2 separate regions of the Mus musculus genome follow, and region 2 is linked to region 1. Evidence: chromatin contacts called from public HiChIP or PLAC-seq data. All regions are on one chromosome and are shown on one strand. Each heading gives the region's core, a stretch centred on a gene start, on an enhancer-like site or on the middle of the called end of the contact. The rest is flanking DNA. Distances are from core to core; before and after follow the strand shown.

Region 1 (7,425 bases), core at 3,476-5,975:
CCACAATCCACAGTGGAAACGGTCCATTATTCTTATATTTAAGTATGACTATTGCTTATTATTTTATGCAGTGCCCTGTTGACTTCAACATTTCCATGGCAATTTATTTCTTTAAATCCCGGCACATATAAGAGAGTAGGATACATTTACGGATGATCAAAATACAAACCACACTCCTCTGATGCTCTCAACTGCATTCCAGCACATAAAGTAATTGGTCACCATTTCAGAACATGCAATTACTGACCTGTAATCAAATGGAACTCACGTAAGGTTTAGAATGATCATAGTTTATTTCCACAGATGAAAGTGAAGTGCTTGCTGCAGAATAATGCTAGGATTTTCTTTGAACTGCAGCACTTCCATTCACAGAAATAAATGATCACTGCTGATCATAAACAATTCCTGTAACAAAGCTGCTTGTAAGCCACAGGAACTTGTCTTGCATGAACATTTGTTTTTAAAAAGTCCCTGAGAGTGGTTAAACTTCTTTTTCTTGTATGTTTCTGTGACTGACCACTCTGAAAATGTAATCTTTTAATAATTTTATTTTTTTAATTAAAATCCAATCCAATCACTGTCTCCCCTTTTCTTCCTTCGACTCCTCCCAGGACCCCTCCCTCTAACCACTCCCTCACCTCTCATCCTTCGCAAGCCAATGGCCTCTCCTTTTTTTTCTTTTTTTTTTTTTTTGATTCCTGTTGTTATGTATAACACTGAATCTTTCTTTTTCATTATTACTATTATTTCTAGCTGTGGGTATGTGAAAATAACTGATTAAGAGCCCCATCCCAGGCTGGCTTGTTCCCACTCTGGAAGCAGTCCTTATATGCCTGTAGTTCTTTGACTAGGGAGTGAGACCCCAGGAGATTTCCCTCCCCCTTCCACATTAGCATATCTATTGTCAGTGTTAGGATCTTGAAACTCCAATAATATAATGCTGCCCTCATCAGAGGTAGCTGACAGTTGCACAGCTAATGTTTGCTTCTATAACTTCTAGCTTTGTGCTGGGCGTGGTGGCACATGCCTTTAATCCCAGCACTCGGGAGGCAGAGACAGGCGGATTTCTGAGTTCGAGGCCAGCCTGGTCTACAAAGTGAGTTCCAGGACAGGCAGGGCTATACGGAGAAACCCTGTCTTGAAAAACCAAAACAACAACAACAAAAAAAACTTCTAGCTTTGAGTCTTTGACCAACAACTGTTTCAAAATACAGCATTATCCTGAAGCCCCTTTAATTGACTGTTCTGGTTTCCTGAGGCAGCGGATTTCACCATACCGCAGCCCCGCTATTGTAACTCTCTTTCTCTGGTCTACTTCCCACCCTCTACACCTCCCCGAGTCCTGTTCACTCACGACCTGGTATGGAAGTAAATGAATGCATGTGTGCTTACATTTAAATTCCGCCATATTTATACCCAGGAGTCTCAGTTTAACTTAGAGTGGCTGTCTCCCTATAAAGGAAATTCTGAGTTTCTAGGTCAGACACCAAAACCCAAATCTGTCATTTGCAGCATCTGGAATCTTGGAACAAAACTTGTAGAACTGTTCCAAAGACAGAAGAAGAAGAAGAATTAGGAGAAGAAGAAAGCTTTATTTAGAGCGCTGCAGAGTATAAGGTTTAAGTTGCTGCAGGAGGTGGCTGTTGAGGAGGATTGGGAGCCGTGTGGATAACAATTGGCTCTTCCATTTACTGGGATAAATTTACTTTTTAGGGTTCTGATTTGCTTAGTTTTTGTTTGAGAATTGCATCCATGAGTACTGTATATAACAACAGAAATTTAAGAAGAAACAGTTTGGCTTTGTAAAAATTAACTCAAGTATTTTCAATGTTTGACTCTCTTTCTACCCATACAAAGTGAAAGTTATAAGTTGCTGGCACAAATATAAATACAGCAAAGGTACATTCTAGAAAACACCCTGTTTGTTGGGCTTTGATTTTTCCAGTTGCCTAATTCTCATATCTGTGGAGTAATGGCCATTTCTAAAAAACAGTACTGAAATTTGCATTTTATTTTATTTTTTAAAAGACTTATTTATTTATTATATATAAGTATACTGTAGCTGTTTTCAGACACACCAGAAGAGGGCATCAGATCTCATGACGGATGTTGTGAGCCACCATGTGGTTGCTGGGATTTGAACTCAGGACCTTCGGAAGAGCAGTCAGTGCTCTTAACTGCTGAGCCACCTCTACAGCTGAAATTTGCATTTTAAAATATAAATTTAGCAGTGGGCATGGTGGGGCATACCTTTAATCCCAGCACTCTATGAATTCAAGTATAGCCTGGTTTATATAACAAGTTCCAGGCCACCCAAGGCTGCATGTCTCTAAAAGTCAACAAAATATAACTAACAAACTATATATGTGTGCATATGTATTACATACTGTGTATGAGATGTGATATATGATTACTTGCAAAAAACTTTTTGAGACTGAATGATAAGGCTTATGTTATTTTCAATAAAACTATGTAAACTACAGGGGAGAAAAATTGACCCAATGGCTCTGTGGATTAAAGTTCTTGTCATGAAGCCTGATGACCTGAGTCCAATACCTAGGACCCATGTGGGAGAGAGAGAGAGAGAGAGAGAGAGAGAGAGAGAGAGAGCCATCTTCTTCCTACCAGCTGTCCTCTACCATGTATCCGCTGCCCAGACACCATACACCAATGAGATTAATGTAATTTACAAATGAAAAAAATAAAACCATGACAACACACAACATCTGGGGGCTCAGAAGCTTTCTACATGCGGCAGACATCAGTGGTGCTGTTTTACCTGCAAAGCATATGATTTCTGTAAGGAATAGGTTTCAATTCTCTTGTGAGAGATGAAAAGACCAGCTCTACTGGGATTTTCCTGTTTCTGTGTGTTCTTCTCCCTTCATACCCAGCCTCCCCTTTCCATGAGCCCTCAAGATCCCTCTCTACCTGACAAGTCTACCAGTTTTCCTACATGGCCTTGCTCTAGCACCATACAAAGCCATTCTGCTAAACAGGAGTTGTCTATCTCTGTGGTGCTACGTCAGGAGTGGGGCAGCATTGCCCAAGAGCTATCCCTGATAGAAACTAATAGATCAATGGGAACCAAGAGGCAACTGTGGAGTTTCACACAACGTAAAGACCGAGGGCCTAGGGATGGCTGTTTTCTTCCACTCCTAGGACCTGCCTTCCGCGTATGTAATATAGAGCCTTACCCAAAAGCACAAAGGCCATTTGTGAAACAATCATATACAACAAGCTGACCCCCAGAAGTCTTCTTTTAGATTGGAACTTTGAACATCAGCGTTATTAATCTGCCAGACAGCCACCACTCACCTACTGAGTATGTGAGTCAGATAACGAAAGAACACAACTGGCAAAAACCTTCTGTATTGCACATCTCCAAAGCATGTAGCTTTTTCAGAAACCCCTCCCCTCACTGTGCCCGATGCTCAGCTTGTTTAACATTTTAATGCCCCCCCAAATCACGAGAGCATGGGGGGGGAGGGGCTGGAGAGATGGCTCAGCAGTTAAGAGCACTGAACACTGACTGCTCTTCCAGAGGTTCTGAGTTCAAATCCCAGCAAACACGTGGTGGCTTACAACCATCTAGAATGAGATCTGATGCCCTTTCTGGTGTGTCTGAAGAGAGTGACATTGTACTCACATACATAAAATAAATAAATCTTAAGCCTAGTGAGGCTGGGATCGGAGCCAGGAAAAAAAAAAAAAAAAGAATGTTAAGGGTCTTTAACCCTGGTAGGCATGGAGATGGTCCCTTAGGGCGATTAGTCAATTTTGTCCAGTTCAGAGGGGGTTAACATCTTTTTTAGGGTTTCTCCAAGCTTCTCTAATCTTATCCTGGATGTGTAGAGCCCTGCCTTGGTTTACAATGGAGGTCACAAGCAGGCCAGTGCTTGGGCAGGGAGTGATGGAATTAGGCTGTGTTGTCAGCATTAAATACCACTGACTCCTGAGAAGTGATGACGACACCAGGGTGCCTTGAGTCCTTGAGGACACCTTGAAATATATGTCTCCCTGCCGCGCGCGCTGAACTCTGAGACCACACAACTGAGCTCTGTGGATCTCTCAGCCTTTATGTGACTTGAAAGAAGGACGTTTTAAGGGATCTGTTCAAGAGCGAAGAACGGGACAAGACATTGATCTCTGCTGTCAAAGTCACTCCTTATAACTCACTCTGCAAGGTGACACAGTGACATCCCTTTGAGGGAAAGGTTGCCAGGAGTTCTGAAAGTGATCTGCCTGTTTTCATCTCACACTGACTGGCAGGGAGGAGAGGGGTTTTTTTTGTTTGTTTTGTTTTGTTTTTAACAATTACTAAGTTTTTTTTTTACAAGGTTTTCTAATAACGACATTCATACATGTATCTAAGAGAATTTAGAATAAGAAAAAATTATTTGGATAGCCAGAGTTGAAATTTAATACTCCTGTCAAGTTTCCCAGTCCTGGGTCCATGTGTAATTTTCCCTTTCACTACAGGTCACTACTGTTTAACATTCACACTAAGAGTAAGTTGACCCATTGAACCACACCTCCCAGTCTGTGCATCTGCATGTCTGTGGGGGGTGGGGTGGGGGCTATGCTTTTCAGGAGTGGCATGTGGCCCTGCTGTTTAAGCTGGGCTATATTTAAAAGCAGTTTCAAGGGAGTTGTTTCTCACACTAACAAGAGACTGTCTAGGTGAAGCAAGCGCTGTCGCAAAGGGCAAGTGTCACGCAGCAGGAAGTGCTGGCCACCCTTTCCAGCCCTGCCTCAGCCAGCCTGCCACCTCTCTGTCAGCACATACCACCACACTGAAGAAATGCCCTCATTCAGCCACAAGTGCCTCTTGCAGCCTGAAGGGCCTTCCCGCCCCAGGGTCCAGTATCTGCTCTGACATTCTGCTGTTCCTGTGGATCTCTTAGCACTCTCTTTACAAATGGCTTTTGTCTGGGATCCCCTGGGAGTCGCAGTGCCAGGACCATCTCCAAGAACTAGAACAAGATTGCGTTTCTCAAAGTCCTACAGGTATGGCAATTTCCTTTTGGTAGCAAGGGAGGCCTTTTTATCTGCTGTAGGTCCCTTACAAGTAAAACTTTGAGGGAATCTCCTTCATTCACATGGTTGGGTTAATGTCCGGCTCAGCTCCTGGGCTATTGTAAGCATTTGAAATAGTCCTGGGTTTGTGGGGACCTCCTGAGGTCGCAGGAAGTTGCCCAACTCTCAGAGCCCATTCTGAGAGTTGAAAGGTAAACTTGACAAAGCTTGTCAGTTAGTTACAGTTCTGGGATTGGGGGGTGGGGTGTGTGGGGGGTGGATGTATTCATTTGCCTAATCAATTCCTGTCTTGGAAAACAAGCTTGCTAAACTGTAAGCTAAGTCTTTTAACTACTCAGAACAGCTGCTGATTTAATTCGCCCAGCAAACAATAGCAAACTACAGGGCTGTTATTCACAGGGCAAAACCCACATTGCAAAGCTGAAGCTAACTCCGTGACCCACTGGGTGACTCACTTTAAAGTTTGTCTCAAAGAATGAGATACCGTAATTTCGAAGTTAAGGTGTAAGGCGTATTGCATTTCTAGTGAGTTCTCTGGAAGTCACATAACAACTCTCAACCACATGCCTACTACATATTGTCAACTTTGTTTCACAGCAAAGGCTAGTTAATGTTAACCAAATACCTGGCTGTACTGCTGCTGGGAGCTGATGCAGCCACAGTAAATAAAAGGGAAATGGTTTGCATAATCTTAAGAATGGGTCTTTGTTATTTAGGTCAGCTACCAACAAAGTTAGAAACTTATACAGAAATACACACTATTTTGTTTTTGTTTTTAGTTAAATTACGTTCTATGTTGTCTACAGAGAAAACATTTTAAATTTGGATTAAAACATTAATGATTTTATTTGTTGAAAACCAGAGAGAAAACTTTCACCCTAGATTTTTTTTTTAATGAAAACAGCTAGCGTCCGTCATGATGGTATTAATTTATTAAGACATTTGGTGAACGTTGGCAAGCCAGCGCCTGTGGCAAGTGTGCATGAAGGAATATGATTGGCTTGCTTGTTATTGACATGCCACGCCTGATTATGTGTGTTGCATGCCCGGAACGTACTATCACCAAGCCTCCAACATTATTGTGTCCAAGATGTGTGGCTTCTAGGTTTTTCTTACCATGTAGATCTGAAAGCAAGTTCTTTAACACTGTGGGCATCTGCCTGCGGAGTAGAGGGAATAGAAGAAAGCTGCGGCTGGATGAACTGAAGAATCTGGCCTACCCTTTAAAGATGCAGAGTTGAAGTGGTACTTGATTTACAAATGAGTTATAAAATCTCCCCGCCACCACCACCTTTTTTTAAAATCAAAGGCACAGACATTTCCTTGTTTCAAGCTCTGGTCTTTTCCAAATACGTGACCTGGTCTAAGTGAAGAGGGGTTCTCCATTACCTATGTGTCCCACACTTTATTTCTGACATGCTTTATTTAGAGTAAATCGGAGGCTGAAGATAGCACCTCCAGTAGCTGTCAAGGGACAGGTCCCTCCAGGAAACCTTTGTCACTCATTCATTTCCTCTCCATCTGTCAATCCCTTGCATGGTGACGAATTGAATTCTTATATACATTGTGTTTGTTGTGATGGGATCTGCATCATCTTTCCTTTGGAGTCTGTGACTTCCTTAGGTAGGACACAGCCATTCATTCCCTCTCCCCTGGTGTCACTGAGTACTGTGTGCAGCCCTAGCTCTTATGTTCATGCCTTTCACAAATCAAATTGAATGAGATGATAATACAGTTGCCCACCCCCAGAGTCATCTCAGCTCTCTAAAAGATTAGGCATGTAGCCCAGTGATATGGGATAATAAATAAATATATATATATAAAGCTATCATATAGCTTTACATTTGAAGTAGAGTATACACTGAGTCACTACATATCTATAGATGCATGTGTATGCACACATGCAAACACACACACAAACACACGTGAGCACCTGTGCTTGCACACTGCAGCTACGTCTGAGAATGCAGTTGTACTGCATAGCATTCTGTGAAGTCAAAACAATAAACTGCTCATTAAAAATATTTAAATGTAATTTAATTTTAAACCACTTTGTGAATTTCCCCTTTTTTCTTTTTAATACACAATAGTCTTTAAAACATGAAAATAACATGTTTCCCTTGACCTTTAAGAGATGTTGGATATGATTTCATTATTGAAGCAAGTGAAAGACCTGGCCCCTAGCCAGTATTTCTTCATTAGATTCCTCCCATGTAAGATTATTTTTTCTGGAAGACAACTTTTTGGTGTTTTGTTTTTGTTTTTCAAGACAGGGTTTCTTGGTGTAGCCCTGCTTGTCCTGGAACTCACTCTGTAGACCAGGCTGTCCTTGAACTCAGAAATCTGTCTGCCTCTGCCTCCCAAGTGCTGGGATTAAAGGTGTGC
Region 2 (7,425 bases), core at 3,532-6,031, 190 kb after region 1:
AAGGAACGCAGTTAAACCTATGGAAGCCACCATATGTTGAAAATGATGAAGTTGGGAAACAGTGGTAGGAAGTTATAAGAAAAGGCAAAGATGAGAGTGAGGAAATAAAAGAAGGAAGGACTGTAACTTAGAGACTAAGGCATGCATCACAGAGCACTCAAGTCTGTGTTTTGATGGGAACTGCCACTGGATTTAAGGTTCCCAACTTTGTAATCTCAAAAGGCAATAGCTCCCCACACAAAATCACTAACTTTTTAGTTTCGCCAGATAAAGCTATTTCCAACAGAGCAGCTGCCTGGTACTAGAACCATGATTTCATATTGCAGTGACCATGTCCTATATTTCTCTATACATTTGAATAAAGGACAAATGAATGGCCATCTTTTCAGTAGCTCTATAGACACCTTTTGCGTTCGCCCTTACACGTGTGTGTGTGTGTGTGTGTGTGCATGCGTGTGTGTGTGTGCGCGTGCATGTGTGTGTGTCTGTGTGTGAATGCATATATACACCCGTTAGCTTTGCTACTATTATTCTCTTAATTTTTGCTGAGGGCCAGTGAAACATTACTTCAGAATACCATACCAAAGTATGGTGCTTGGCAGTGACCATGAAAATACCAGTTGTCAGGACAGAGTTCTTTCCTAATCTCTCAAGACCCATTTCCAGGGGAAACCACAGCACAGAGCATGACATGGCCCATCTCTGTACATGCCAACATTTTATTAACTGACTGCTTTGTGAAACAGAACTTAAGTAGGAGGTAGAAACACAGAAGTCAAGAATACAGTTCTTTCCTTGCATGGTAGAAGAGCAAAGAAGACCCAAGCAAAGTACAGGAATGAAATGTCTCCAAGATCCTGAAGGCAAAGTGCAGTTGCTAAGAGAACATGCAACTAAATCACAAACAGGACTCAGGCTGAAATGTTATGGGACTTCCCTGGCATTGTGTATGTCTTAAGGCACCTTTCCTATGTTTGAAAAAGGCACCAGCTCTGGGACGATAGAAGCTGAAGGGATGTCCCCTGGGCCAGAAGCATTAGAAAATGCAGTCTACTCCTCACATTGACACAGACCATCAAGCTGGGGGCATAGGTTGAAAGAGCATCCCTAATGAAGGGAGTTGAATGATTAGGTGTGTATTAAACCTCCCTTAGTGGTTGGGGGTTGGCTTTTGTGACTATTACATGCTTTGCGATGGCTTGAGTGAAGAAGAAGAAGAAGAAGAAGAAGAAGAAGAAGAAGAAGAAGAAGAAGAAGAAGAAGAAGAAGAAGAAGAAGAAGAAGAGATATTAACTATTTAAAGTTTACTAAGGTGTAGGGGGCAAATCTGTATTGGATAGGTAAGGGCTAATGATCTGTTGACAATGAGTTCCTTTCCTCTGATACACCAGTCCAGGGCTAAATCACAAAGATGAATACCCTCCTGTGAGTCATACATCCTTCTCCTCTTACAACGTCTGGCTTCCCTGATTCACATCCAGTCTAGAACTTATGCAGATGGATTTTGGTTTTGCTTGTGAAATCTGGACGAGCCAACTTAAGCCTAGGTGACCACCACGTGTTTCTGAGTTAAGTCTTATGACAATTTTATATTAAACTATTAACTGCAAAGGGGGAAAGGCACTTTTGGATGGATGCAAATCTCATTATTAATAAAAATGAGTTAATTTTCCGGCTGCCTAGTCTACAGTGAAATATATTTCATGGCAGTGATTCTCAGCCTGTGTGTCATGACCCCTTTTGGGGTCAAATGACCCTTTCCCAGGGGTCACCTAAGGTAACAAGAAAGAATTGTATTTACAGTACAATTCATAACAGTAGCAAAATTACAGTTATGAAGTAGCAATAGGAGTAATTTTTATGGTTGGGGCCATCACAACATGAGGAACTATAATAAAAGAAATTAGCAATAGGAAGGAAAAGTTGAGGACCACCGGTTTATGGGATGGCTCAACATCTCACAAACAATTAGGATTTCCAGAGTCCAAGGTCTTTAATCTGGATCTATCTTTCGGGTGAAGGAATGAAGCTAGCTTAGTGCACACAATTCATTAACGGTCAGGTGAACACTGACAGTTTGACTCAGAGAGAGCTCGCACAGACCAGTTTCTAAATAATCCTTGAAGGATTTTTTAAGAGCACAATTAGGTTTTACATCAACTTGACATCTAAGAGTAATCAGACACTCAGTGCAGAATGCATTCCATTATGTTTTATGAAACTCATAATGCAAGGCTGATGCTCTCATATTTGCTTTAGATAATTAGTTTCTCAGCAGAAAATAAAAAGTCTTAAAGGAACAGTGTTCTCTAATTTCAGTGGCACGGAAGAGCTGACTCTTAGTGCCAGGGAGAAAATATCACCTATTCCTTTCCTTCTCCTTTTCCAAACAAACAACAAAGCCTTCATCCAAGCCATTATTCTGTATTGGGTTTCTCTTGTGTGCCACACCTTGTGACAGACCTCAGTAAACATCCTCTCTAACTCTTTAAATAACCCACAACGCAGAAGCCTTCATTTCTACTTAAGAGATCAGAAAACGGTGGCTCACAGAATTAAGAAAGATTCTGAAATGACACAGTAGCAAGTGAGTTCAAGCAAGTCTCCATCTAAGGTCCGCCTGCCCCTAAAGCCAGCATTTTTCAGCCCTGCCACATCTCTCCATTCTGAACCAGAATAAGATACATGTGCCAAGAGCAAAAAGCATCAGGGGGAGATTCATGGAGGTAGCCACAGCCCTCCAAGGAAGAGGCAAAAGTTTTGGGCAAAGCAGTACAAATACAGGTCACCAGTCAAGCAATGACATGAATTAGGGAACAAGTCAATCATAGTATTTAGTCCGTAGCAGTAGGGGCTGGCTAGTACACGAGCAGACACTGGGTCTGAGCTGCCCATGGATTTTCTTTTCTTTTCTTTTCTTTTCTTTTCTTTTCTTTTCTTTTCTTTTCTTTTCTTTTCTTTTCTTTTCTTTTCTTTTCTTTTCTTTTCTTTTTTTTCTCTCTCTCTTTCTTTTTCATGTATTTTAGAATCCAGGAAAACTTACCATTTCTTTCCAGAACTCATCAAATCGATTATTACTTCTGTTTTGTTTTGTTTGTTTGTTTGTTTTTGAGACAGTCACACTGTGTAGGCTAGACTAGCATCTTCCTACCTAACTTCCTGAGTGCTATTATCAGCAACACATCCAGCCCTGCCTCTTATCCTTTTAAGATACGTGGTCTGCATGCATGTGTGTGTCTGTGTGCATGTGTGTGCCTGTGGATGTATGTGGACACCAGACAACAATCTCAGGTGTCCTTCTCAGAAAAACCATCCAATTCCTTTGGGGGCAGTGTCTCCTTTTGGTCTGGAGTTCATCAACAAAGGGAGACTGGCTAGCCGTGGAGCCCCAAGTACCTTCCTGTCTTTATCTCCCCTAAGCTAGGATTGCAAGCACAAACAGATGCTACCACACCTTGAATTTTAACATGGCTTTTGCAGATTTAACTCAGATCCTCTAGCCCACAGTCAGTTTACCAACTGTCTCCCCCACCTTCATCACACACACACAACACACACACACACGAAATACAGAAGGAAAGAAAGAAAACAAGCTTAAAAATAACATTTATTTTATTTTAAAAGATCAGCACTGGAATACCATGACAGTGTGAGCATTAGTTTTTTATCAGTCTTGTGGGGGTAATGACTGTGTGATCTTGAATACACCATACAACCGTCTTTGGGCTTCAGTACCTCATATGAATGCAGAAGGGTTGAGTGAAGTACAGGCTGGCATCCTTCAGTGTCAGGATTCTAAATATTTCTACACAGAACTAATAGCTCTACCTTGAGGTGTTAAACAGAGTTTCTTCTGAACAGTTGCTCCTACTAAGTTGGTTATAGGCAGTTTGGCAATCTTAGAGAAGTGATTGTACCAACATTTGATTCATCTGTATTGATGTCAGACAGGCAATGCCTGCTTAGATTAGGTGTTCACCATCCTGCCATGCTAAGTGTCCTTGGGTCTTTACAGCCTTCCAGTTGAGCTATAGCCAAATCTGAAATCTGAAGGTAGAGTTGAACCCTAATAAACTTGACTGCAAACAGAGGCTGTTTCTTTAGCAGCATAATAGCAGTCCGCAGCTCCCGGGGAGGAAATGAATAACGAACTTGAACTTAGAACCTAGTGCGTCCCTTGAAAGTTGAGCACGTCAGTGAGATTTCTCCAACAGTTACACTGACAGTAAAATGTTCAGTTCACAGTGATACCGTTTTATACTGAGCTATGGTTATTTTCTTCATCCCCACAATCTTATTTCTTAAACAAAATGTTTATGAAAAGGAAGGAAAAGGTGTTCACTGCAGTATGAAGTCAATATGGTTCTGATTCAGAGAGTAAAAACCAAGATCACTTCAAGGACTGAGCCTGCAACACAGTATAAGAAAATAATCTTCTATCAAAAGCTTTAGTGAACCCTAAAGACAGACCAGGAGCAGGGTTGGCTGGCTTCCATCCTGGGATCAGAAGCACGGAACACGGATCTGCAAGCTGAGGGAGGTCTACATTCTACTCAGCAATCTTGTCCCCTTTGGGTCCTTGAAGGAGAGGACACTAGAGGACAGGATCCTAACTGACAAGCCACAGACTAAGGCGGCTGCTTTGCAGAGCACAACTCTGGCTTGCTGGAACGAAGGAGCCTTGCCTTGCTGAAATCCGGTCCGCGTTTTGCTGAGAGCCCAGACGCTGTGAATAAGAGGAGCCTCTGAGGGCTGGTTTCTGATGTCGCACTCGGCACGATAAGAATGCCATTGACGTCAGCAGAGTCATCATCAGGGAGAATGGCACCCCAGCTCTTGAAACCACACCAAGCAATTGCAGTGCTTTTGAAAATTAAAAGCCGGTGCTGGGGAGTGGGGGCGGGGAGGGAAAGGCGCTGAGGGGAAGCAGTGGCTCCAACCGAACTGTCTTTCTTTTGTGCATTTCCTGTATTTTCAAAAAGAAGAAGAAAAGCAGACACACAGTGCTCCCCTGAGCATGCACACACACACACACACACACACACACACACACACACACACACACACACACAGCTGCAGGGGCTCCTTCAACCTAAATGAGAGCATTAAGGAGAGATAAGGAGGGACTAAGGGAGGAAGAGGGAGAGAGAAAGAGGGAGAGAGGGAGGGAGAGAGACAGAGAAAACAGAGAGAGAATATGATTTTAATTTGTTAACATTTCTGAATCCAGATAAAACAAACTTTGCCACCCAGCTGCTGGACAGAAGCCCCGAGCCACAGGGGAAAACATCAGCCAATGAGAACAGAATTGCTGAACCCAAACTGATAGCTTACACTGTGTGTCCACACACAGATTACAAGAGAGGAATTAAACACTTCAAAAGAGCTACTGCAAAGTAAACCTCTCCTCCCCACACTTTCCACCACACACACACACACACACACACACACACACAGACACACACAGACACACACACACAGACACACACACACACACACACACACACAGACACACACACACACACAGACACACACACACACACACAGACACACACACACACAGACACACACACACACACACACACTATTCAGAGCTTTTGAGTGTCTGACTGAAAAAAACTGACAAAAGTTGAAGGTTTGGAAAGGGTCCGCGCTAGGCTGTGTGATGTCAGCTTCCAGAGGCAGTCCTAAGAACATCACCTCACGCTGAATTCAAAGGCCACCTAGTCTGGAAAAGGTCTTGGAGTTAGGCAGACTTTGAAAACATTTTTTTTTTTTTTAAATGGCGAAATGTGACTCTTAGAAATTTCCCATTTAACCTAATCCTTTTTCTTTGCCTCTACCGATTGTAGGCAGGCTCCACCCTCACCTCCCCTAGCACTAAGAGAAGGAGATAGCATGGGTTTGATGATATCAGCAGCCCCGGGCCACATGCTTTATTTTACAGCATTGATTGGCAGCTTCCCAAGTCCATGGGATCTTTTGCTGACCTGCTTTTCAGATCCGTATCTCCCAGTCACACCAGAAAGAATCCCTTCTGAGCCTGGGAAATGTGAGCCTCGGAAACAAAAGGGCATTTGCACTAAAGCAGAATCTGGCAGAAAGCATGGGTTTAATAAATTGCATCATGTGAAAGTTCCCTGTCAGATGCACTGGCAGCAGAGAAACAGGCACACGCATGCGGGAAGGGAGCTCGCTCCTCATCCAAAGACTGAGTTCCTTTTGAAAAGGAAGACGCGATAAACAGCATCTCTCTCCAAAATATACATTATACATGCATAATAGAGAGAGCAGCGTGTGGAACATGTACATCTAGCCTGTCTTTCCTGTGAGAGCAGAAAGAGAGAGAGCTAAGTACCCATAGAGGGATTTGGGCTGTGTGTTATCAAAGGATATCATATATCTAGAACTTGGGTCATTTGGTTTAGTTTTTGTTTTATTTTGGTTTTTCGCTTTGTTTTGTCTTTTTAAAAAATCCTACTAGTACGTACACTTAATAGTGGGATTGTTTTTCTTCTCTCCTTTCCTTTTGCCCTGACTCTTTCCTTCTTTTCCTTCTGCTCTTCCTCCTTTTTCTTTCCTTCCCTCTTCCCCTAAAAATATGAAAAAAAGATAATCCCAAAGCTTTTAGTATGTGACAGAGGCATAGACATGTGGTTCTCAACTGTGGGTCACGACCCCTTTGAGGAGACAAAGGACCCTTTTATAGGGCTGCCTAAGACCGTTGGAAAAAAACATATTTACATTACAATTCATAACAATAACAAGACTATAGTTATGAGGTGGCAACTAACATAATTTGGGGGGGGGAGGGGTCACCACAACATGAGAAACTAAATTAAAGGATCGCAGCATGAAGAAGGTTGAGAACCATTGCTCTTAGACTGAGCCTCAGAAGATCAGAGACCTGGGTCATAAGCATATAAAAGGATGTGCTTGTATATTGTGGCAATGAAGTGAGGGGGGCAGAGCCAGAACTTCTATACAATACTCCTTACCTTCTACAAGGATAGAAGGCACAACGTAAGTGTTAACTACTATGTCCATTCCCTTCAGACCATTTCTCCCTTTAATCTTGACCAAAGCTGCATTGCAAGCTTTCTGACCTGCCTTCCTGGGTTGATCCTGATATCTGTGCCTGTCACCCTAGCATTCTGCCCTCCTGCTCCTGTCTATGACACTCAGCTATCCCTCAATGAAACAGTCTCCTCTAGAAGAAAGCAGTGGCATTCTTTCTCTGGTCTTTTTGACTTTGCCACCTTCCTGGCTCAGGCACCACCCGGACCATACTTACAGGGTCGCATTCTGGTACCAGGGTGAGCTGCCCTTTGCCTCAGGCAGTGGAGCAGGAAGCTTGGAGCCCCCCAGAGTCTGGATGTGTTTAGGATCAGGCTCAAATGCTTGGAACACTAATTTGCAACAGGA

The links. HiChIP or PLAC-seq counts read pairs in DNA pulled down with a chosen protein or histone mark.
Region 2: a contact with region 1 is called in an HNF4G HiChIP or PLAC-seq map of pancreatic cancer cells. The contact joins two enhancer-like sites. A contact is called at or near these places in 2 of 484 Hi-C or Micro-C datasets (embryonic stem cells and erythroblasts), 1 of 115 datasets of contacts at active chromatin or transcription factors (pancreatic cancer cells) and 1 of 9 other capture datasets (adipose tissue).

The regions. Positions count from the first base shown.
Region 1 is chr13:109,627,901-109,635,325 of GRCm38.p6, forward strand. All of the region lies in intron 3 of Pde4d (phosphodiesterase 4D, cAMP specific), which reads left to right. Among named protein-coding and RNA genes, the nearest start is that of Gm32703, 190 kb to the left of the region's middle. Within about 2 kb of position 4,726, at least 128 of the 459 cell types and tissues checked have an H3K27ac peak or open chromatin away from gene starts, as enhancers often do. A contact at or near this core is called in adipose tissue, erythroblasts and pancreatic cancer cells, where this site is marked.
Region 2 is chr13:109,817,805-109,825,229 of GRCm38.p6, forward strand. The region is part of intron 7 of Pde4d (phosphodiesterase 4D, cAMP specific); the gene reads left to right. Among named protein-coding and RNA genes, the nearest start is that of Mir1904, 82 kb to the right of the region's middle. Within about 2 kb of position 4,782, at least 402 of the 459 cell types and tissues checked have an H3K27ac peak or open chromatin away from gene starts, as enhancers often do. A contact at or near this core is called in adipose tissue, erythroblasts and pancreatic cancer cells, where this site is marked.